Linked DNA regions of Sus scrofa: regions 2, 3, 4, 5 and 6 are each linked to region 1. The links are chromatin contacts, called in public HiChIP or PLAC-seq maps. All regions are on one chromosome and are shown on one strand. Each heading gives the region's core, a stretch centred on a gene start, on an enhancer-like site or on the middle of the called end of the contact. The rest is flanking DNA. Distances are from core to core; before and after follow the strand shown.

Region 1 (3,390 bases), core at 317-2,816:
AGGCTCGGTCCCAAACGTTCCCAAGCCCTCTGGACGCGGCGGGCCGGGGAAGGGGGCTGGGGAGGGGGCCTCCCGCGCGGACACCCCTCACCGCACGCCCCTCTCTTTGGGGAAGGGCCACGTGTTTCCTTCGAGCCGAGGAGGAGGCGCCTAACGGGCACAGCTGGAAGGAGTTTAATGCTGACATTTTAAAGCTGCGTGTGTTCTGTTTTATTTGGAGGGGCAGGGGTCCCACGAACACGAAAGGGTGGGCGACGCTTTGAGGAGAGTGCAGCAAATGTCAAGATTCGGGGGCGAGGGGCCTCCACGGGAAACTTGGATGCGGGCCCTGGAGGGGGTGGAAAGAGAGGTCAGGAGTTGCGGGGTTGGCGGGGGGAGGAGGGTGTACTTTGCAAGCAACTTACTGTTTCGCCTGCAACTTGATTTGGGGCCTGCCACCTCCTGCTTTCCTTTAAAAAATAATTAAAAAGTGCAAAGAAATCTAGTTCGCCGGAGGTTTTGCATTTGGCGTGCAACTTCCTTCAAGTGTGAGCGCGCTAGGAGGGAGGGAGGGCGGGCTGGGGGTTGAACTTGGCAGGCGGCGCCTTCTTCTGCCGCCGCCGCCGCCTCGCAGACTCGGGGAAGAGGGTGGGGGACGGTCGGGGCGCGGGGGAGGGTGGGTTCTGCTTTGCAACTTCTCTCCGGGTGCGAACGAGCGGCGGCGGCTGCAGAGTGGGCCGCCCAGACGATGCGGGGGAGGGGGACCCTCCGGCACGCGACTCTCCCCGGGCCCAGAGTACGTATGCGCGGACCCCCTCCGCTCCCCGAAGCCTCCCCAGAGGGCGTGTCTGGCCTTCCAGTCCCGCAAGCGGCCGACGCGCTGCGGCACTGTTTCCGTGCAACCCCGCAGCCCCGTGTGAAGTGACACGCTTCGCACAGTTCGGCCCGGGGGCCACGGCGCGGACCACCCCCGCGGCTGTGCTGCGGGCCGCGCCCTGGCTCCCGCAGCCAGCCCGCTGTCACCCGCTGGGACGCCGGCGGCGGTGGCCGCCGAGGGACAGGGCGAACCCCGGAGTGGGTCCGGAGTCGCAGAGCTGGGCGGGGGCGGGAAGGAGCGGCGAAGAGAAACTAGAGAAACTCGGTTCCCTCCGGAGCCCGTCCCAGAAAGACCAGGTCGGCCGCCGCCGCCTCTTTTTTCCTGGGGCGGGGGGGGGGGTCGGGGGACGGGGATCGGCCCCGCGCGGCCGGAGGGCTGCCTGGGTGGGGGCCGTGCCTGGGGCCGCCGGCGTGCAGGCGCCGTCGCGGCCGGGGCGGCGGGGCGGGCGCGGAGGGCGTGGGGGCGGGGGCCACGGCCGCCCCTGCAGTTGCCGAGCGTCGCCAACAGGTTGCATCGTTCGCCGCCGCCGCCGCGCGGCCCCTCGGGCGGGGAGCGGCCGGGGGTGGAGTGGGAGCGCGTGTGTGTGCGAGTGTGTACGCGCCGTGGCGCCGCCTCCGCCCGCCCCCAGCTCGGTCCCGCTTGCTCGCCGCGGCCGGGCGGCCCTTTCGCGTGTCCGCGCTGCCTCCCCTCCTCCTCCTCCTCCTCCTCCATTTTGCGAGCTCGAGTCTGTGACGGGAGCCCGAGTCACCGCCCGCCCGTCGGGGACGGGTTCTCGTGGGTGGAAGGAGCCGCCGCGGCTGGAGCGGCTGGAGCGGCGGGGCGCCGGCAGCGAGGACGCGCGCCCGGGAGCCCCGGCCGGCGGAGCGGGGCGGGGGGCCGGCTTGTCAGCGGGGAAATGGGGGACTTTCTTCGCTAGGGGCCCTCCCCTCCCCCCATGGAGAAGGGGGCGGCTGTTTACTTCCTTTTTTTTTAAGAAAAAAAAAATCGCTCCCGCTCCTCCTGCTTTCACACGCTAAGTTGTTTATCTCGGCTGCGGTGGGAGCCGCGGACGGCGGCGGTGAGCGGCGCCGCGGGCAGAGGTAAGGGGAGGGGAGCGGCAGGCAGGACGGGCCGGGGCCGGGGCTGGGGCCGCGAGGGCGCTCGCCCCCCGAGGTGCGGGGCTGGGGCTCGGGGGCCGGCTCCCGGGCCGCCGCCGGAGCCTGCAAACTTTTATTAGCCGCGGGGAGTGGGGGTGGGGGCCAGCGAGGGCCCGGTGGTGGTGACGAAAGGGCAGCGGGCGGGTGACAGCGCTGGCCTCTTCCTCTCCCTGGGCCGCGGTCCCCGGGCCGGGCCGAGGGGGAGGAACCCGAGCTCGCAGCGAGTGGAGCCTCGTCGAGCCGCCCGGGTTTCCAGCCTCGGCTTCCCTGGCCAGGCGTCCTTGCCTCTGTGTGTTGGCCCCCACGTCCCTTTGCTTTTCGCTCCCAGGAGGGCCTCCCGGACATCCCCTTTGCGGGTGAACGCTGAGCCGCATCTGGATCCTACTCGCCCGAGTCTTTGCACTCCACCGAGAGCGCCCGAGCGCGAGCAGGGTCTGTGCCGAGGTGCCAGTGCGTCTCCCTGCTGGCGGGCGCTCAGGGTGTGTGTGTCTGTGTGTGTGCGCGCGTGGACACATGCGGGGGGCTGACAGCCTGCCCCTCGGAGACTTGGGCCGGGCTGGCGTTGTCTGGTGGAAGTGGGCGTGTCGGGGGAAGAACTCAACAGGTCTGCACACATTTCTCTTTGAACCCCGCACTTGCTTTCGCCCCCTCCTCCGAAGGTTTGTTCTTTGGCGCTCGGCATCCCTTCGCGTCTGACGTTTGGAAGCGGCCCCCTTTAGGAAAAGACCCTCCCCAGCCATACTCGCTGCGTGGTGCGGTTTGTGACACGCGCTGGTTTGTCGCTGGGAGATTGCAGACGTGGTAATTGCAGCCCTGTAATGCCACTTAAGACCCCTGGCCATGGTTCGTTAAGGCCGATTACTGGGACAGGGTTATTTGCAATGTAAACGGGGGTATTAGGTCCTTTGAGGGTTCGTTTCGTTTTATGGAGTATTGTTTTGGTTTCGAGTTTGAAGGCAGCTGTCAAAGCGGCCTGGAAATTCATTAGGCTCCAGTTGATTCGTGGTGTTTAGAGATCGTTATCAGGTAAAGGCGGCGGAGGGCGGGGAGATCAGCAATTCACCTTAAAGGTTTGTAGTGGCAAGTCCCCCACCTCGGTCTGCCCTGATCACTTTCCCGGAGGGCCAGTCAAGTTTGTGCTTCTTAAAGCCTCCGTTCAGGAAAAGATTTCCTTTCCTTGGATGGGATTTGACTGTAGTGTCGCAAACGTGCGTATCAAAGCCTTCGCCCGCCTCTTCCAACGTCTTGGTTGTTGAGGCTGCTCACAACCTAACTCTCCTGAGGATAGGCTCAGAATTAGGAGAAGTGAAGGTCTGGAATGCAGAGAAAATTATTCTGAGTATTTTTATTAGGTGTTACTTTACTGGGATTTATATGAATGTGATTCTGCGGTGTTTT
Region 2 (3,390 bases), core at 578-3,077, 430 kb after region 1:
CTCAGAAATGACTTGCCTGCCCTGCGCTGCCAGGGAGCGGCAGAGCCTCAATTGCAACCCAGTCCGCCGGACTCTAAAGCAAAGCCCATACCTTCACACCACCCTGGACCGCCCCTCGCACAGGCAGTGTCTGTGCCCTGGGGTCCAGGGTGACCAGGGCCTTAGCGGAGGGACAGAGGAAAGGAGGGAGAGGAAGAAAGCTCGCTCTCTCCAGCCCCGCCCCCAGCACACAAACACACACCCCCCTGAAGAATTTTCCAGGGCGTTCCCGTTGTGGGGCAGTGGAAACGAATCCAACAGCATCCATGAGATGCGGGTCTGATCCCTGGCCTCGCTCAGTAGGTTGGCAACACAGCGTTGCCGTGAGCGGTGGTGTGGGTCGCAGGTGTGACTTGGATCCCACCTTGCAATGGCTGTGGTGCAGGCCGGCGGCAGCAGCTCTGATTTGACCCCTAGCCTGGGAGCTTCCATTTGCTGCAGGTACGACCCTAAAAAGCAAAAAAAAAAAAAAAAAAAAAAAAGAAAGAAAGAAAAAAGAAAGAATTTTCCAGAATCGGGCTTCTAATTATCTAGAAAGGATCAATCCTAATGAATGAATGAATGATAACGTATTATAACTATAGCCACTGATCTGGGAGGAAAGCACGCCAAATAGTTAGGACCAGAGCAATGATAAGAGTCTGGAGAGTAATAATGCCAATCGCATCAGATAATTTCCTCCATTTTTAAAGGAGAATGAAGTTATGAAAGATTGGAAGCCAGACAAGCACATTTTTGGCACATTGAGATGGTCTTGCATGAGACACGCTGACGGAGAGCCTGTTCTGGGCCACAGGCAGCGGGGACACAGGCGTAGCAGGTTTCAACACTGCACCAGAAGAAAGCATTCTTCATTGCTGAGATGAGACCCACTCAGAGGGAATGCAAACACTTGTTATCGCTGAGAACAAACTACGAGAAAAGATTCCAATTCAAGAAATCTTCTAGGTCGTTTCTCAATTTTTTTGTTACTCTTGCATCTCATGATGAACAGACATGCACAATAAGTGGCATTTACGGGCTGAACTGTCTCCTTTCTTCAGACTTATGTAATAGCCACATTGTGGTTTAGATTTAAAAAAAAAAACATTTTATATTTAGACGCTGCCAAATAAACTGGTATATGTAATCAATAAAACTCCAACTTTAACTGTGCAGACTAAAGACTGGAAACAGGCATAAGACAGAGGAAGAACTAATAGAACTAACACAAATAGGATTGTCTTATTTTACACCACAATCCATTAACCCACACATCCCACGCTGACTCAGACCAGATTCCAACAGCAAATACTCTCATTTAACTTTTTTAAAAAGGAAAAAAAAAAAAAAAAAAGAAACTCGGTCATTTAAAAATTGCACCAACTCTAAAGATTCTAAGAACTTCTTAACTCGCTGATTTGACAGAACAGCCAAGAAGCAGTTCAGAACGTCGGGTACCCCCCACCCCCACCGCAGCCACAAAATGAGAGCAGGAAAACACCCTCCGAGGAAGGAAAGAGCCATTTCCTCTCCGAAATGTCAATGGCTCTGAGACCGGCAACTCCAACCAACCAGCAGGAAGGCAACATCAAATATTATTTCAGACCAGGGGTGAGAAGGGGAGGGGAGGGGAAGCTTGAAACCAGGAAAAATGGATTCATCTGCTGCAAAAGATAAAGGCAGACGGCACCCCGAGGGAAAAGCAGGATGGCCTGGTTCTCAGCCCCACTCACTCGCCTGTCCTCGTCACCACCCTTAAATAAGCTGTCCCTGCAGCACAGGGCCTGACACTTGAGTGCCGAGAGCACGGGGAAACGCGCTGCTTAAACACAGGCCAGAAGGACTGAGCACGCCTGCCTCTGCAGGAAAGTGGGTATGAAATGATCCGTTCTACGAGGGTGGGAGGAAGGAATTTAGAGAGAAAGAATGAGTCATTTAGGATACCTTTCCTTTAAGGAGCAATAGCCGCCTGATTTCTTCAACACACACACACACGCATTACACACACGCACTGACAATGTACAAAGACAGCTGCTTTTCAACTGGACCGCCTAACAGTTACGAACACACATACACAACTGCCATCTAGAGGTTGAGCCCTGAACCAAAGTCTGTTACGTAAGAGGAGCGTTTTTGGAAAACACACGCCGACTTACGCTCACACCATCTCACAGACACACAGACAAGGGAGCACACGCCCCACATGTTAAACTGGAAGAGTGTTATTTTAACTTCACACTCGTATGAAGAGACATAAATTGGAAGGAGGGGCTTAAACCTTTTATCGCATACAGGAAATACAGATAAATAACACGTTAGGGGATACGCGGTGTGAAAATGGGTTCTTCCCCTAGCAGCCCCTTTGCACACAGACATTTAAGCACCTGCGCTCGCTCTCAGCTTAGGGACGACTCAGAAAATCAGGACACTCTAGGAGAGAGGTATGCCATCAAAATGCAACAAAGGGCCTCCAGGAAATACCCTCCAAAGCTGAGGTCCACCGTGAGAACAGTGAAGTCTCAGGTTTTAAGGCAGAGAGGACAACTTCAAAGGACAATCTCTTCCGACAGAGAACGCCATCAGGGAGGAATATGATAGCATATTCCATCTTCAAAAGAGTCCTGCAAGGTAGGCATGACTAGCCCCACCTTATAGATGTGGTTAAACTGCCTGCCCAGACGCACACAGCCAGCAATAGGCAGAGTCCAAGTGCAAACTTAAGCTGCTTCCATCTGTCACCTGCATCCTGCAGCCTTTCATAAAACATACTCAAAATAAGGGTGGTGACGCCTTAGAGGGTTGCGGTGGGTTTTTCAGCTCTTCCATCAATCTTTCCAGCCTCCAATATTCTTACCTTACCCAGCTTCCCATTTTCCTAGAGGTTTTTTTTTTTTTGTCCTACCCATACACAAATGCAGACTGTGTGTGTACCTGCCGATGTTTTAGTTTAAATAACAACTAACACGATTAAGCTCCTGTAGTCTCTCACAGAGTAATTCACCCAAGTCCCAAGGGAAAGAGCAAAATAATCTAACTCAAAAATTGCATTACCATAAACAAACAAAATTGAACAACCACATGCACACAGCACTGTAGTAAAAGCTGTATAAAATGATATTTTTCTCCCTCTGGGAGCAAATTACCTAAGACAGATATTCAGAATTGAACAGACTCATATAAAACATACCTAATTAAACAACCAGCCAACCATCACGAAGAAAAGCTCATACCCTGCGCAAACACACAGCACATGGTGGGAAGACGACAAGGACAGAACTGACAGAGGGTGCGACATGCCAGGCTGGGACTGGTCTGGAGGAAAGCTGTCTCTACCTATTCACGGAAAGCTTGCAAAAGGAGGACTCTGGA
Region 3 (3,390 bases), core at 599-3,098, 420 kb before region 1:
GTGCAGGGAGAGTAATGGTAGTATGCCTTTGAGGGAGCAGCTTTGCTCTAAAGAGAGGCTGGCACAACCAAGGGATGTGTGCTTAGTGAGCCAGACTGTAATTCTGTTAGCTTGCTGCTGTCTGTAAAAGTGTGAAATGTTTGCAGCTTCCCCCAGGCAGGTGACTCAGAGCCTTCTACATCGAGGGCCAGATCTGACTGAAATATCACTCTTGTGTAACAAGATTATTGTTGCTGAGTCAAAAGGAGGCATGATGCTGTGTGTACATTATCACCGTTCTCCTGCATACTTCTTTACTGCGGTGTTTATTTGTTCGCATGCATAGTTTCCTACCCAGCCTTCGTTCTCTGGTGGCATTTACTGTAGTGTTGAAAGAGACTGGTTCATGATTTCTGGCTCTTGTGACTTTGATTCCAATTACTCACCCTTAAGGACCCCTTTCCAGTTATTGCTATAGGTGGAACCAGAGAAGAATAACACACAACATGATCTCTGGTTTTAATTTAATGGCAACTACAGTCTCTTTCCCTATTCAATTATTTTTCTTGGATATGATTCCAGAATGCCTAGTTACAGGGAGAAACCACCACCAAATTAACATAATATCAAGTTTGTATTAATGTACTGGGATGGCATTTAGTGCTGTAAAATCTTGTTACTGTGACTTACAGTGAGGCATAGGAGAAGGAACACGTATTCACTAGCTATTGTAAATGACATGGAGGCAGAAATGTAATTTGTATAAATATATAAAATTTGCTCTATGCATGTATAAACATGCACACAAGGCTTGCTCTGGGGGAAATGAGACCCCTTCTATGTGCTCATTCACTCAGACAACCAACATAAGAGCACAGTCTGATTAAGATGATTCTGTGCAGTTGGACATGGCAAGGGAGCAGCTGCAAGTTGTAGAAATTTAGCAAGTTGCTCAAGATCTAAAGTGCAGTTTTTCCCACAACAAGCACCTTTCTGAGCATCTATTATGTACCAGACATTGAGAATATAGCAGTGGGAAGACAAGAGCTCTGCTTTCCTGGAAGTTATTCTTCATAGAGGATATTCATTAAGGAAAGAAAGAAGAAATTATGAATAGTGATTCCTGCTATGAAGGAATAGGGAAACATGATCAAGAATAATGAGAGAAGGAGGATCCTGGGGAAAGAGGGTACTTCAGGGAGGGGGCTGGTGATTGTAGGAAAGCAGTGTAGTCATCCAAGCCAAAGAACTCCTGCATAGTGCTGCTTAGTACAGATGAGGTGGGAAACAGGGAACAGCTATGGGAGATGGGAAAGTGAAGAGTCTGACTTGCTATTGAGTAGAAAGCATGAAGGAAAGGGAAGAAACAAGGTGGGCTCCCGGGTCTTCTGTGGTCTTTTAGGGTAATTTCACCTGAGGCAATGCTGAAGCCTTCCTGTAGGAAATTCTCTCTTATGGCAAGAACCCCGACTTTTCCTTACAGAAGGAAAGCAGTCTGGCAGGTGAACCATCACACAGAACTTAAGAGGCCAATGTCACAGCTGAGTAGTGTGATCTTAGGCTGATTACTCCCCCTCTCAAAGCCTTGGAACCATGTCACCTGAGCTCCAAAGACCTTATAATGCTTGAAGATACTGAGTTTTTCACTGGTATAGATTGCACATCCCCATAATGCATAAGAGGAACTGAGCCAAATAGAATAGTTGGTGCAGTGCATCCCTCATCACCAGCCCGTAATCCTCGAGGCAATTCCCTATGGGTGCTCATTCTGTGGTTTGTCCCTGTACCTTTCGGTCAGCACAGCCCTGGGAAAGTCCAGTGCAGAGATGGGGCAGCCCAAAAGGCCACCACCAGAGGGCAGCATGCAGCTGTGCACACCCAGATTGGCCTCTGGGGTCATCAGCCCCGCCCCTCCCCTCCACCAGAGCTGGCAGACCAAACTGGTCCTGCGGAAGACTGGTGCTGGGGCAGAATCCTTGCTGCTGAAGCAAACCAGGAAAGGAAGTGTTCCTTTGGGGCAAGGTTCCAAGAAGAGCATGAGAGTATAATTGATGCAGATAATGACAAACCCTAAATGCAATAGCTCACATGGTCTAAACAACAGAGTAAAAATTCTTTTTATCTTTTGCTACCATGCATGGACAACTGTGCACATGGCACTGATAAATGGTTATACACATTCTCTCATTTAAGCTTTGTATCAACCCTATGAGCTATGTCCTCCTTTTTGTCCTTATGTTGCTGATATGGAAGCTTCTGTCAAACAGCATTGACAGAAGTGGTTCTGTGTAACTACAAAAATGTTTAACTACCACCCCACCCCACTCCTCAAGGCTGATATGCATCCACTTAGTATTATTACAGCCCTAGGCTGAGTGCTCTGGGAATAGAAATGAAGTATTATATAGAATTTTGCTCTTGCCTTTGAAGAACATGCACTTTCAAGGTAGAGAGAATAAATTCAGGACCTAAAAACAATACGAGCAATTGTATATAAATCCTGAGGTTGAATAGCTCAGTAAAATTATGTCTTCATAACTCTCAAATGGTTTTCACTCACATCACCCAACTTCTGAAAGCACAGTCACCTTCAAATGTGAAAGGACAAATGAGAGATTGAAGTACAGTCACAACCCTAACCCTTCAATCACTCATTTATCCTCCAAATATGCAACAAGTATCTCTGATTATGATTGATCCTAGATATCACACTGAGACATACCTGGTCCTTGCCCTTGAGTATAATCTAGTTGGGGTGGTAAAAAAAAAAAAAAAAAAGATAGCAAATAAACCAACAAATAATGTGGGATTGCAGTTATAGGTACCATGAATAGTGACAAGTGGTAAACTATTATCTCTGGTGACCTCAGCTCTCGGTCCACCAGTTTCTTGACCTTGGCTCTTAGGATATCCTTTTCCACTCTGGTTACCTGGAAGCCTTGCCTCAAAGCGGTCTTCTCTGCTGTGATCTTGAAGTTTCCAGTCCTTCTGAATTGTGGCCTCTTGTGTATGTTCCTCTCACACACCCTTGGATCCTAGTCGGCCTTTGCTATGCTCTCAGGCTCCCTCCCTGTTTCTGACTTCTCTTGTCCAACCTGGACTCCAGGGAAGGTCAATTTAGTGGTGGTCTTGTTCCTGCTCCAAAATCTCCCTGACCTTCCTCAGAGTCTTTCTCCATCTGAGCCCATGTGTCTTCTGCTCTCTAGGCAGAGTAGGGAAGCTGCTGGCCCTGTAGGCATTCCACGATAAGAGTGAAGGGTAGTTGAGATGAATTTTGTAGGTGGAATTCCTTCATTCATGCCTGCATACCTGTCTGCATGCCCTTCTTTATTCCACAGCTGTCTACTGATCCCTTGCTCTTAACATTGAAGTTGGCATGGAGACACTGCAGAGCAGCCTATGATCAGGAAG
Region 4 (3,390 bases), core at 302-2,801, 370 kb after region 1:
CTGCCATCGCAAAGGCAGAGCCTGAAAACAGGCCAAGGTGGAGCCCAGATATGCAGGGAGAGGGGCTTCTGATGGCATGTTGAAGCCTTTAACCTAAATGCGTCTGTGTCACCCCCGCTCTTCCCATGAATGAACCAACAATATCCATCCCTGTAAAGGATTGTGTTCCTATTGCTTGCAGCCAAGAGTTGTGGCAAATACAAAAAAAAAAAAAAGTTCATGAGAGAAAAGCCTAGTTAAGCTTCATAGGGCCCTCTAGAGCGAAGAACAAAGAAAAAGAAGCGGCAAAGCAGAGGCTGGAAGAAAGCGCATTCACGTCACCCCTGAGTGTGCCCTTCCTTCTACCCCACATACCCACCCGGGGCCAAGATCCACCTGCTCTAGCACTGCCGTGGATCTGGAACCTGCCCCTCTCACCCATGTCCCTTCCTACTGCCCAAGGTCAGGGTCTGCCCTCTCATTTGACCTTGACACTGGCCTTCTCCCCGCTCTTGCTGGATCCTGTCTCTGCTCTCACCCATCAGACATTTTGCTCCTGCCCGATGCATGTGTCCCCAAACCCCAGCTCCGGCTGGAGAAGAGAAGCCTTCAGGACACCGCAATGTCGGTCTTCAAAGACTCAAAGGGCTGCCACGTGGACGTGGACGAAGGGGGAGACCTGCTAGTCTGCAGGAGATCAAAGCCAGGGTGGAGTCCCAGGAAGGCAGAGTTGAGCTGGATAAAAAGAACCGCCAGCTAAGAGCTCCCCAGAGGCCGCTAAGGCAGAGACTGTCCTTCCCGCACACAGAACAAAGTCCTGTTTCGTCCAGAAAAGGGCCCAGGGCATCCGGGGGTGACACATTCAGCTTCATTTGAGGCTTCATTGTTGGGAGCCTGTCCTCTCACCTGTACCAGAGCTGGACAGATTCCAAACAAAGGGAAAGGGGCTTGGCTGAGGCAAGGGTGCCAGACGGAGGGTGCTGCGGGCCCTGGGCGCCTGGGGTATGGCCTTTGCCACTGGGCGCCTTCAGTAGGTTCCGGCACATTCCTGTTTGCTTAGGGGAGAGCAGTGCTCAGGGATAGTACTTGGTGGGAGTCCCAGGAGGTTTCAAAAGCGCTTCAGCATGTCTGAAAGCTCTCCAAGATGTCATTTCCTCTCCTTACCCCCCCGTCCCCGAGTTCCCACCTTACTTAATGGCTGCAACCTCCCTCAGACCCCCTCTCTGCTCTGCAGCCTACTTTATAGAATTTAATACTTCAGGATAGAGCTTTTCATTCTCCATGATCTCTAATTTCCACGTCAATCCCCGACGGCCGGTTCCGCGTCTCGCTTCCGCGGGGCTCCACCGGCCTCTTACACCTGCTGGGTACACACTCAGTCTGAGGAGGCGCTCCTGACTGAGGGACAGGGGGCTTCAGACCCAGGATGCCCTGCTTCTGTCCGAGCGTTCCTCCGTGGGTCAGAATCGGGTCATAATGACCCCGACGAGCAGCTCATTCTTACAGCGACACTTCCCACTTGGAGTGTTGCTGGCACTCACTGCCCTGCCGTGAGCCATCTCGAATGAAGCGGAAAGAATATTCGGGAAAAGGTGAAACAGCTCCTCCTGGAGCGTGGACAGGGTCGGTTCCCCAGACACCCAGCAAGCAGGTAGGCTGATTACTTGAACGTGTCCCCAGGCCTGGTGAATTAAGCCCAAGCACGGCGATGGCACAGTTAAAACCACTCTCTGTTGTGGCTACTCCCTGCCCCCACAGGACTTTGATTTGCCTGTTACCTAAACACTGTTGCCATAGTTATAATTCAGGAAGCTTTGTTGTTTGACTTCAAGAAAAAAAAAGTTGACCTCAAATCAGGGTAACACTGACTCTCAAGGCCACAATAGACCATCCGAGGGTGAGACCTGCCAAATTCCTTTAAGCTTCTAGAAGGAACTACTGTATTTTGGGTAACATGCAAGCAACAAGAAGAGGAAACTCTGCCACATTATGCAACTTCCTTGCATTTCATATTCAGAAATTCTGAAAACCCCTAGAAGCAACTTCCCTAGCTTTCAACCCGAGATCAGAGTCACAGCCAAGGTCAACAGAAACGGGACGCCAAAGAGGGGAATTAAAAAAAAAAAAATCTAAGTAATGTTCAAGTCCATCAAGTGTTTCAGGAAAATTTAAAGGCAATGGAAAGGACCACAAGCTCTCCCGATGTCACACGCACAGCAGTGACACAGAGGGCGTGTGCGCCGACGTGCCTGTAAGATGTGCCAGCTCATAATGCGAGGACTCTCCTGGCTGTAACACTTCCCGGCTTCAAGCTGATGTAACGTTCAAAAGGGTGTGAACCCACTAGCCCATCCGCGCAGGGTTTCCTTGGGGGAGCGGAGAGACTCCCTCCCCAGCGCTCAGACAGAAAAACGGCCATCTTCAACAGAGGAGGTCTTTCTGGGCTCCCACCCCTGCCCCCTCCACCCTCTTCCCCCCGCCCCCCCCACCTCCATGTCTTTGGAAAAAGTGACACAGCTCCATCAGCAGAAGAAGGAGCCTTGTTCTTCTGTGCTTTGGAAAACTGCAAATGAGCAATTCTTGGGTCCACTGTACGTGATGCTGAGGTAGAAGCACGTGAGGTCCTGCTGCCAGAGCAGGGCCCTGCCCGAGGGGAAGGGCAGCCAGAGAGTGAGTCACTGCACAAAAACCACCCCCTCAACGTCCAGCGCCTCCGTCCCATCCTCCGGAAGACTTCAGTGGCATTTACGCTGCTCTCATCAAGGCCCACAATGCCCCTTTGGGAGGCAAGAGGCAAGTTTATCCGACACAGGCACAGGTGACTTTTTCCTGTCTCACACGACGACGAGGTCAGAGTATGCATTTCTAGATGGACGTCTCAAAGCGGGACTCCCTGGAATGCTCGCTCTATCCTAAATCTAGGAATGAGCCTGATGCCGACCCATGCACAGGCAGCAAGGGGCCAGGGAAATATTCACTCTTGGATGTCCTCACCCCAAGCTGTTGCAACGGGATCCCCTGCTCTCTGACACAAGGGAACTCTGTATTTCCCGACAGTCTCCAAGGAACAGAAGGGGGTCTGCCAAGCAGGAGGGCAGATGCCAGCACTCTTTCGTTCGACAGAGCTTCGAAGTTCTCAGGTGGAGCCCCTCCTCGTCTCCACGCAGCGTGAAAGCCAGGAGGTTTATCAAGGCCCCACAGGATTTCCTGCACAGTGATGGGGGTCGAGGGTAAGCCTGGGGCCTTGGAAAAGGAACATTTGGTCTTTGGCTCCCCGGGGATCATGCATTCGTCTTCAGGAAGCTATACCCCGCCTCCCTCTCAGGGTCCTCACCGCTCCATCACAGGCAGTGCGTGGTCCACTTCCAACTCCTGGGGAGACGGGCAGACCGACTGGGGACTGGGATCAGG
Region 5 (3,390 bases), core at 603-3,102, 310 kb after region 1:
TTGGTGCTTGAAGCAGTGTGAGAGAATCAGTTAGTCGCTGAGGCTCAGGCAAAGAAAGACACTGAATGAAACCACCCCCGGAGCCAGCACACAGGAAATCTAGCTCCAAAGAGCGAAACAAATGAAAGAGAGACTAAAAAGACAAAGAGAAAAGACTGGTGCAAGGAAGAGCTGGTTTTTAAAAAGATAAACGGATCAGAAACACCTTTAGGCACACTCACTCACCAAGAGAAAAGGAGGGAGGGCTGGAAATCTGGAATGAATGAATGAATGACAGAAAGAAAGGAGGAAGGGAAAGGAATTCGGCTCTGCTAAGGGTTGACAAAGAAGGAGCGAAGTCCTGTGCAGACCCTGAAATCCACGGGGGGGGGGGGGGGGGCAGCCGCCCAGAAAGGAGGAGTGTTCTCGCCTTTGCTCCGCCCTGCATTCGAAAGGGAACTCCAGGGTGACCCCAGGGGTTCAGAAGAGGAAGTCTCAGAGGTGTATCAAAACCCAGGAAGGTCACTGAAAAAATTAACCTAAACAGAAGGGGAACAACTCACAACAAACACGAGACCGAGACCCGTATCAAAGGAACGCTGAGCCTGCGGAGTGTTAACAGCTTGACGCCCAGCAGTTCCCCTTTCAGAATGGGCACTTCTGACGATGTGAAAGACGCAGTTCCTAGAATTCAGGACTTTCGTTGATTTTTTTTAAAAGCAAAAAAAAAAAATTTAGGCTGATGGTGTGTCCCTTCCTTATCCTAACCCTGAACGCTGGCAGGCAGGCCACCGAAGAGAGAGGGTCCTGGTTCAACCAGCTGGGGAAGGTCCGGCAGGTAGGCTGAGGAAGGGCTGAGCTCTGAATTCTTCAGCATTTCCATTAGTTTAAAGTGCTCACTTGCCTGTTCGCTTGAAAATACGGGCTGGTCCTCTTTGCAGTGTCCCTTTAAATAGATTTTCCTCTGGCGCTGCCAAAAATAGCTCGAGGAGGTCCTTTGAGACTCCCATTCTTGTGCTCAAAAAATACACTCTCCTCCCAGCCCCAGACATATACACAGCCTGGGAAGCAGCATGCATCCCTCACTTCTTCCAGGGACCTCCAAACTATCAAAAATCATAAATCGTTCAGGAGAAAAACGGAACTGATCAGAGGAATAATTTTCCCAGGCCGTTCCTCCTTTGTTCGTTATGGGGTCGCCAAGTATCAAGTCTCTCATTTAGGCTCGGCAGGCAGGTAGGCCAAGGGCTGAATGGCCAAATGCCCACCTGCAGCCACGGAGGTAGTGGGCAGCAAAGAACGGGGCCAGGCACAAGAGGGCCGGTTAGGAACGAGGCAGCCCGAGGAAGCTCTGCCCAGGGGGACAGGGTGTGGCCTTTACTCGGTTCCAGCCAACTGTCCGCAAGGAGATCTGATTTTTTTTCTTCCCCAGTAAAACGACCCCTGTTAAAAACATTAGAAAGCTGCCCCAATTTTAAAAACAGCAACGTGTGGGACAGCAATACCAAAGAGGACACACGTGTGGGATGCTCTGGCCAGAGGCCCTGGTTTGCGACGTCTGGGTAAGAAGCAAAGACAAAGGAAGACAGACCCCGGGAGCTCACGACCTCGTCAAACTGAGAGTGTACACGCCCTGGAAACTGTCCCACAAGGTGGAAGGTGACCCGCGTTAAACGAGAGGGAGCGCAAAGGCTACGGGGAGCTGAGGAAAGCGAGAAGGCACTGGAGGCAGAAGGGATTCTTGCAGAGGCAGTGGCGTCTGAGCTGAGGCTCCCGAATGAGAAGGCTTTTGGCAGCAGAAGCTGGGGAGGGACCATTCCAGGCAGGGGAGGAAAAAAAAAAAAGACGGAGCAGGGAAGAGGATGGTTGAGAGCTGGTCACGAGACTCTTCCTGTTTCTCCCCAACAAACGCTCCTGGGTGCTGTGCGCCCCGCCGTGGGGACGCAGCAGGATTGCGAGGGTGACAGGCGTGGCTGCGGGGTCCGAAAGGGCCCAGGGCCAGACCGGGTCTTGGGGGCCACATCCAGAGTTTTATCTTCAGAGCCATGGGCAAGCTGCCTTTGAAGTTTTTTTTTGGCGGGGGAATCACATGTTGAGATGTGCAGCGTTCCAAGTTCCCCGGCTACGAAGCATGCGTTCTGCGGCCTGGACGGGCGCCAGAGCTCCACCAGCGAGAGCAGGCTGGGGGACAGGCCTTCGCCAGCAGTCCCCGAAAGAAAGAAGAGGATGACGGCTTGGACTAGGGGGAGAAAGTGGCCATGGGGAGGCGTGGGTGGACCCCAGAGACAGTGAGGGGTTAGCATCACCAGAACTCAGCAGCCCAGGGGAGGCACCAGGGAGGCAGAAGCCAAGTGGGACTGGCGAATGTGGTCGGTGCGGCTCTGCGGGGCTCAGGCCACACCGCCAGGGGCCCCGCCGCCAAGCAAGGCTGTGCCGGCAGCAGTGGGTGTCTAGCGGTTACTAGAGAGAAGAAAGGTTCAGAAGCCAGGGTGTATGGCCGAGGGAGGGCTGCCAGCGAAGCTCACAGGAGCGTTCCATCTCAGAACGCCTGCATCGCCAAAGCACTGTTTTCTCTCAAATGTGCTTTGTAAAATTCCACAGCTATTTTGTTTGGCCCAGTCCTGATGGCGAGGAGATCACTGGTGCTTCTCCCGTGTTTGATGGCTCTTCAGTAAGCTAATCTTATCTCCCAGATGTGGCATGGAAGAAGGGGGAGCAGCAGAGTGCCTCTAAGATCTATGTGAAGGCCAAGGATCCTCTTTGATCTGGGCCCCTTTTCTCGAGAATGCCCAGGAATGCTGGTTAACACCAGGGCCCCGCCTCCTGGGCGGCCAGGCCTGGGACGCCTTGCTTCCCAGCCACGGGCATCTGTGCATGAACCAGGTCCCCTCTGCTTCTAGACCATTAAGGAGATGCGAATACATCCCTCTTGCCTCGCAGGGCTGCCTGGAGGCACCCAAACTCCCGTCCCAGGAAGAAGACGCCAAGCCACTAGATGCTCAAGCCTCGATAACACGTGCCAATGGAGTCTCCGTGTTTCCATGAGGTCTCGCATGTACACCCAGCATCTGCCCCACACTATTCCTTCCTGACCCCCGAAATCTACCGAGTTCGGGCCTTTCTGGCAAGTCACAACGTGCGACGTCATCCGCATAAACATCGGGCCATTGCAGTAATGAAAAGAACAACAGGGAATCAGCAAGCGATAAGGGGGCTGAAATTGATGCTACCCTCTTCATTTCTCTCGCTCACGCTCCACCTCCCAAACCTTGGAATCTCAGCGTGTGTGTGCCGACACTGCAGGGGTACTCATCTCCCCTCGCAAACTGGCCTTTTTGACCCACGTGTCTGGACTGAGTTTGCACACCATGCCAAGATCATCCGGGAGACGCTTACGATACTCTGTTACAC
Region 6 (3,390 bases), core at 258-2,757, 290 kb before region 1:
TAGAAGATATTTTTTAAGAGATACAATATATTACCATGGATTTTGCTATTCCTAATACTGAGAGTATGTATGACCATGAATGCAACCATCACAATGCAGCCTGATAGAGTTGTGTTCACTGGTGACTCAAAAACTTCTTGGTGCATTGCTGTCTGCAGTGTGATTTTCCCGCCGCATACACCCCGCAACTTCCCAGTGATGAAAACCTCTTGGTAACATTCCAAAGAAATCAAAATACGATCTCCTTCTTTTATTTTTACAGTAGTTGCATTCCTAGAAAATTCAGGCTGCATTAAGACTGTATAAAAACAATTCGTGATTATGTCTCAAAGAATTGGTTTTAGGCTCCAGGATGTCTGTCAGGACAATTCTTGGTTGTATAAGACTGTCTAATCTAGCCTCCCTAGGCCCCACTGACTAAATGCCAACCACATTACCTCAATCATTGGGACTAGCAAAAATCCTCCCACAAATTTCCAAAACGTTTCTGGGGAAGTGGTATCTACCTCCTTGAAAAGCACTGCTTTCGTCAGCCCACGGAGTTCCCAAAAAGTTATGTGTCAATTTGATTCTCATACCTGGATCTGAATTTTCACATGTTAAGTGTTCATAAAACAAGGTGCATTTTTTTTAAAAAAAGACAGGTTTCTGCAGCATGCACAAAGGTGGCCCTGATTCACTGTAAGTAATGTTCTCGAATCCTCCTAGGTGGTGACCTAAGACACTAGCCCGGATGTCTCTCAAGTGAGAAGGCAAAGTTAACGTACGTGTGTGTGGAAGCTGGTAAACAAAGAGCAGGTGGACCACAAGTATGATACAGATGCACTGGCACAGGTACAGGCATCTGTATATTCAGCTGACTCGAGGGCTAGGCAAATGCCCTTGGCTGTCTCGAAGGTCCATGGGGTCGGTTCAGGAAAAAGGTAAGCCCAGGGCGAGGAGGATGTCAGCAGTTGCTAGGAGACTAACAGTCTGTGAAGGAAACAAAGGAAGTGAGTCAGGGGAGAGTGTGAATGTAGGGTTAAGGATAGCAGTGATGTCGCGGTCAGCCCAGGTGAAGGTGACCACGGCTCTGAGAACTACGTGGTGGATGTTGCTTCTTGAGTTACAGCTTCTTGCATCTCGATCTTGAACTGGAGGGAGCACCTAGTGCACGGCACAGAAGGATGTTTTCATCCCCGTCCTCACGTGGGAGCAGCGCACGGGGATATGAGCTTCCTTTCTCCATGCTTCCCAAGACACCTTGCGCTATCTTTACATTTCAGGAAAGCCAACCCCCCTCAGCTGTGTGAGGCAGACATCTGTTGACCATATTCCATGGATCAGAGTTGTGTCTGTTTTTCTCTCCCTTTGGGAGAAGGAATGGTGGGCGTGACTCCACGCAGAAATTCTGGCAAGCCAATAAAGACCACCGTCCAAGTTCCCTCAAGCTAACCATGCATGGCTCAGTCTTAGTGTAGTTTGCATGCCTGCCTCAGATTCCTGTCTTTAAGAAGGCTCTGAAAATCAGGCCCAGACAGACTCCAATGCCTATTCATCTGAAGTTCACCAGGCAGTGTGCCTGGTGTCATTTGAGCAAGCCGTTTCGCAGCCAGCTTTTTTTTTTTTTTTTTAATGACATGATTGCCCAGGCTTTCAAATCCCATTATGAAACTTTTCATCCTTTACTCAGGGCTTTTTTTTTTTTTTTTAATCTGCCATTTTAGTTTGACGGAAAGAGATGTTGAGCAGAAATAATAGCAAAATTGCTCTTTGGGACCAGATGATATCATGAGTCATGCCACATTTGGGGATCTGTAGTTGCCACATTTTTCCCTCTCCTGAAATTCTTAATGACTGACAGTGGTTGGTTATCAGGGAAGATAGGAAGAAGGCTGGACTAATCCCAGGGCAGCTTGGAGGTTCATTAGAAGGGAGGGAGGAGAGGCCCACCAGCCCTGGCCTGGGGCCACAGAAAACAAGGAGACCCCTAGCTGTGTCCTGCCAGGCATTCAGAGCCCTGCATGGAGGCAGCCTGATTGTTATTGGAAACAGTTACTGGCCAACGGCAGTGTTGTGCCTGCTGCTTCACTACGGTGACACACAACCTCAGGGCTGCAACACGATCCTCTCCATGTCGAGGGGGATGCAGAGTGCCTCCTACATACCCTAAGTCAAATCAGGGCTCCACAACTGGCTCTAAGAGAAGCAGTTACATATTCTTGTGAACATTCTCCTAGGTGTTTTCAGCTGCCAGGGAGTTCTCTCACATCAGCCTATCTAGAGAAAGCTGCAGGTGATGTTACAGCGTGGTTCTCACGTCTTCTCACCTGGTCTCACACATGGGGTCTGCTGGGAAAAGTGGATGCAGGATTCCTGGGGCACTTATCTTCACAGCTATGACCTAGCATCTCGCCCGGCACCTGGCTGTGGAGTAGGAATGAATACATAAGGAAGGCAAGCCAAGGTGGAACGGGTGTGAGGCATTCCTCCCTCCGCCCCGTCCTTCTCTCCCTGCCTCCCCCGTCCCACTCCACACCACTCCTGTTTCTCCAAAAAGTGAGGTCAACATCAGTATAACATCTAGTCATGAAATGGACAGTGCTAAGTAACTAAAAGAAACAGTGTCCATGTTAGTTATGAGTTTTGAGCCAGAAGGGCGTCAGGAAGACCTGCATTTTGGTCTTATCCTTCACCACCTGCTATTGGGCAACCTTGAACAAATTGTTAAAAATCTCTTAGCCTAATTGCTCCTCTAGCAAGTACAGATAGTAATAGTCCCACCTTATCCGTTTGTTATAAGAATTAGAGATAATTCATGTCAAGTGCTTGCACTGTGCTTGGGACTTTAGTGTTCAAGAAGTGTTAGCTGCTTTTATTATTTTCCCATAGGCTACTCATCACAACTGTGTGAGTATCAGCTCAGCGAGGTGACTGCTGCTAGGTCTGTGCCGCTCTGAGGAAAATTGCCGTCTCATCCATCTTGGGAGCAACTGGAATTATTCTCTGTACTGATTTGACCATGGATTAGCTTGGTTGCTATGGCTATATTACTTAACCTTCGGGGCTTCAGCGTCTTTGTTGTAAACACAGACAGCTGCTCTGTCTATACTCAAAGATCATTACACGTGAGAATGTTTAGGAAGGGCCCTAAAGACTGAGTATGAGTTTTTGGTTTATGCTATTGCCTAGATGCCTAACATTTGGGAATTAGATTAGGGAGGGAGAAGGGATGGAATGTACATTAAAGGCATTTATTCCAACTTTACTGATGAAGACGTCAATGAAGTGAAGGATTCATGATCCATAATAATGAGGTCAACTGCTCTAGCCGTGTGGAGGTCAGTAGGCATGTCCTCTCGGGAGAGCTAAGTCAGTCACATGACCTCAGTTTTTTTCTTTCAATGACAC

Evidence for each region. HiChIP or PLAC-seq counts read pairs in DNA pulled down with a chosen protein or histone mark.
Region 2: an H3K27ac HiChIP or PLAC-seq map of skeletal muscle shows a contact between it and region 1, with 10 times the contacts expected there. The contact joins the enhancer-like site here to the promoter of NR3C1 in region 1. A contact is called at or near these places in 15 of 47 Hi-C or Micro-C datasets (adipocytes, alveolar macrophages, brain and 10 more) and 2 of 2 datasets of contacts at active chromatin or transcription factors (alveolar macrophages and skeletal muscle).
Region 3: a contact with region 1 is called in an H3K27ac HiChIP or PLAC-seq map of alveolar macrophages. The contact joins the enhancer-like site here to the promoter of NR3C1 in region 1. A contact is called at or near these places in 1 of 5 promoter capture datasets (liver), 6 of 47 Hi-C or Micro-C datasets (embryonic fibroblasts, fetal heart ventricle, fetal skeletal muscle and 2 more) and 2 of 2 datasets of contacts at active chromatin or transcription factors (alveolar macrophages and skeletal muscle).
Region 4: an H3K27ac HiChIP or PLAC-seq map of alveolar macrophages shows a contact between it and region 1. The contact joins the enhancer-like site here to the promoter of NR3C1 in region 1. A contact is called at or near these places in 7 of 47 Hi-C or Micro-C datasets (fetal heart ventricle, heart right ventricle, liver and 3 more) and 2 of 2 datasets of contacts at active chromatin or transcription factors (alveolar macrophages and skeletal muscle).
Region 5: a contact with region 1 is called in an H3K27ac HiChIP or PLAC-seq map of skeletal muscle. The contact joins the enhancer-like site here to the promoter of NR3C1 in region 1. A contact is called at or near these places in 7 of 47 Hi-C or Micro-C datasets (fetal heart ventricle, fetal skeletal muscle, heart right ventricle and 4 more) and 2 of 2 datasets of contacts at active chromatin or transcription factors (alveolar macrophages and skeletal muscle).
Region 6: an H3K27ac HiChIP or PLAC-seq map of skeletal muscle shows a contact between it and region 1, with 5 times the contacts expected there. The contact joins the enhancer-like site here to the promoter of NR3C1 in region 1. A contact is called at or near these places in 1 of 5 promoter capture datasets (liver), 7 of 47 Hi-C or Micro-C datasets (embryonic fibroblasts, fetal heart ventricle, fetal skeletal muscle and 3 more) and 2 of 2 datasets of contacts at active chromatin or transcription factors (alveolar macrophages and skeletal muscle).

Annotation. Positions count from the first base shown.
Region 1 is chr2:144,927,873-144,931,262 of Sscrofa11.1, reverse strand. It overlaps NR3C1 (nuclear receptor subfamily 3 group C member 1), which reads left to right and starts at 1,566. Exons shown (of 10, transcript NM_001008481.1): 1 at 1,566-1,935.
Region 2 is chr2:144,494,823-144,498,212 of Sscrofa11.1, reverse strand. The region is part of intron 10 of ARHGAP26 (rho GTPase-activating protein 26); the gene reads right to left. Among named protein-coding and RNA genes, the nearest start is that of ARHGAP26, 200 kb to the right of the region's middle. Within about 2 kb of position 1,827, at least 33 of the 83 cell types and tissues checked have an H3K27ac peak or open chromatin away from gene starts, as enhancers often do. A contact at or near this core is called in alveolar macrophages, brain, liver and 4 more, where this site is marked.
Region 3 is chr2:145,350,134-145,353,523 of Sscrofa11.1, reverse strand. No RefSeq gene overlaps it. Among named protein-coding and RNA genes, the nearest start is that of YIPF5, 320 kb to the left of the region's middle. Within about 2 kb of position 1,848, at least 2 of the 83 cell types and tissues checked have an H3K27ac peak or open chromatin away from gene starts, as enhancers often do. A contact at or near this core is called in alveolar macrophages, where this site is marked.
Region 4 is chr2:144,555,417-144,558,806 of Sscrofa11.1, reverse strand. All of the region lies in intron 11 of ARHGAP26 (rho GTPase-activating protein 26), which reads right to left. Among named protein-coding and RNA genes, the nearest start is that of ARHGAP26, 260 kb to the right of the region's middle. Within about 2 kb of position 1,551, at least 28 of the 83 cell types and tissues checked have an H3K27ac peak or open chromatin away from gene starts, as enhancers often do. A contact at or near this core is called in alveolar macrophages, liver, mesenteric adipose tissue and 2 more, where this site is marked.
Region 5 is chr2:144,618,038-144,621,427 of Sscrofa11.1, reverse strand. All of the region lies in intron 17 of ARHGAP26 (rho GTPase-activating protein 26), which reads right to left. Among named protein-coding and RNA genes, the nearest start is that of NR3C1, 310 kb to the left of the region's middle. Within about 2 kb of position 1,852, at least 27 of the 83 cell types and tissues checked have an H3K27ac peak or open chromatin away from gene starts, as enhancers often do. A contact at or near this core is called in fetal skeletal muscle, liver, mesenteric adipose tissue and 3 more, where this site is marked.
Region 6 is chr2:145,214,013-145,217,402 of Sscrofa11.1, reverse strand. No RefSeq gene overlaps it. Among named protein-coding and RNA genes, the nearest start is that of NR3C1, 290 kb to the right of the region's middle. Within about 2 kb of position 1,507, at least 11 of the 83 cell types and tissues checked have an H3K27ac peak or open chromatin away from gene starts, as enhancers often do. A contact at or near this core is called in fetal skeletal muscle and skeletal muscle, where this site is marked.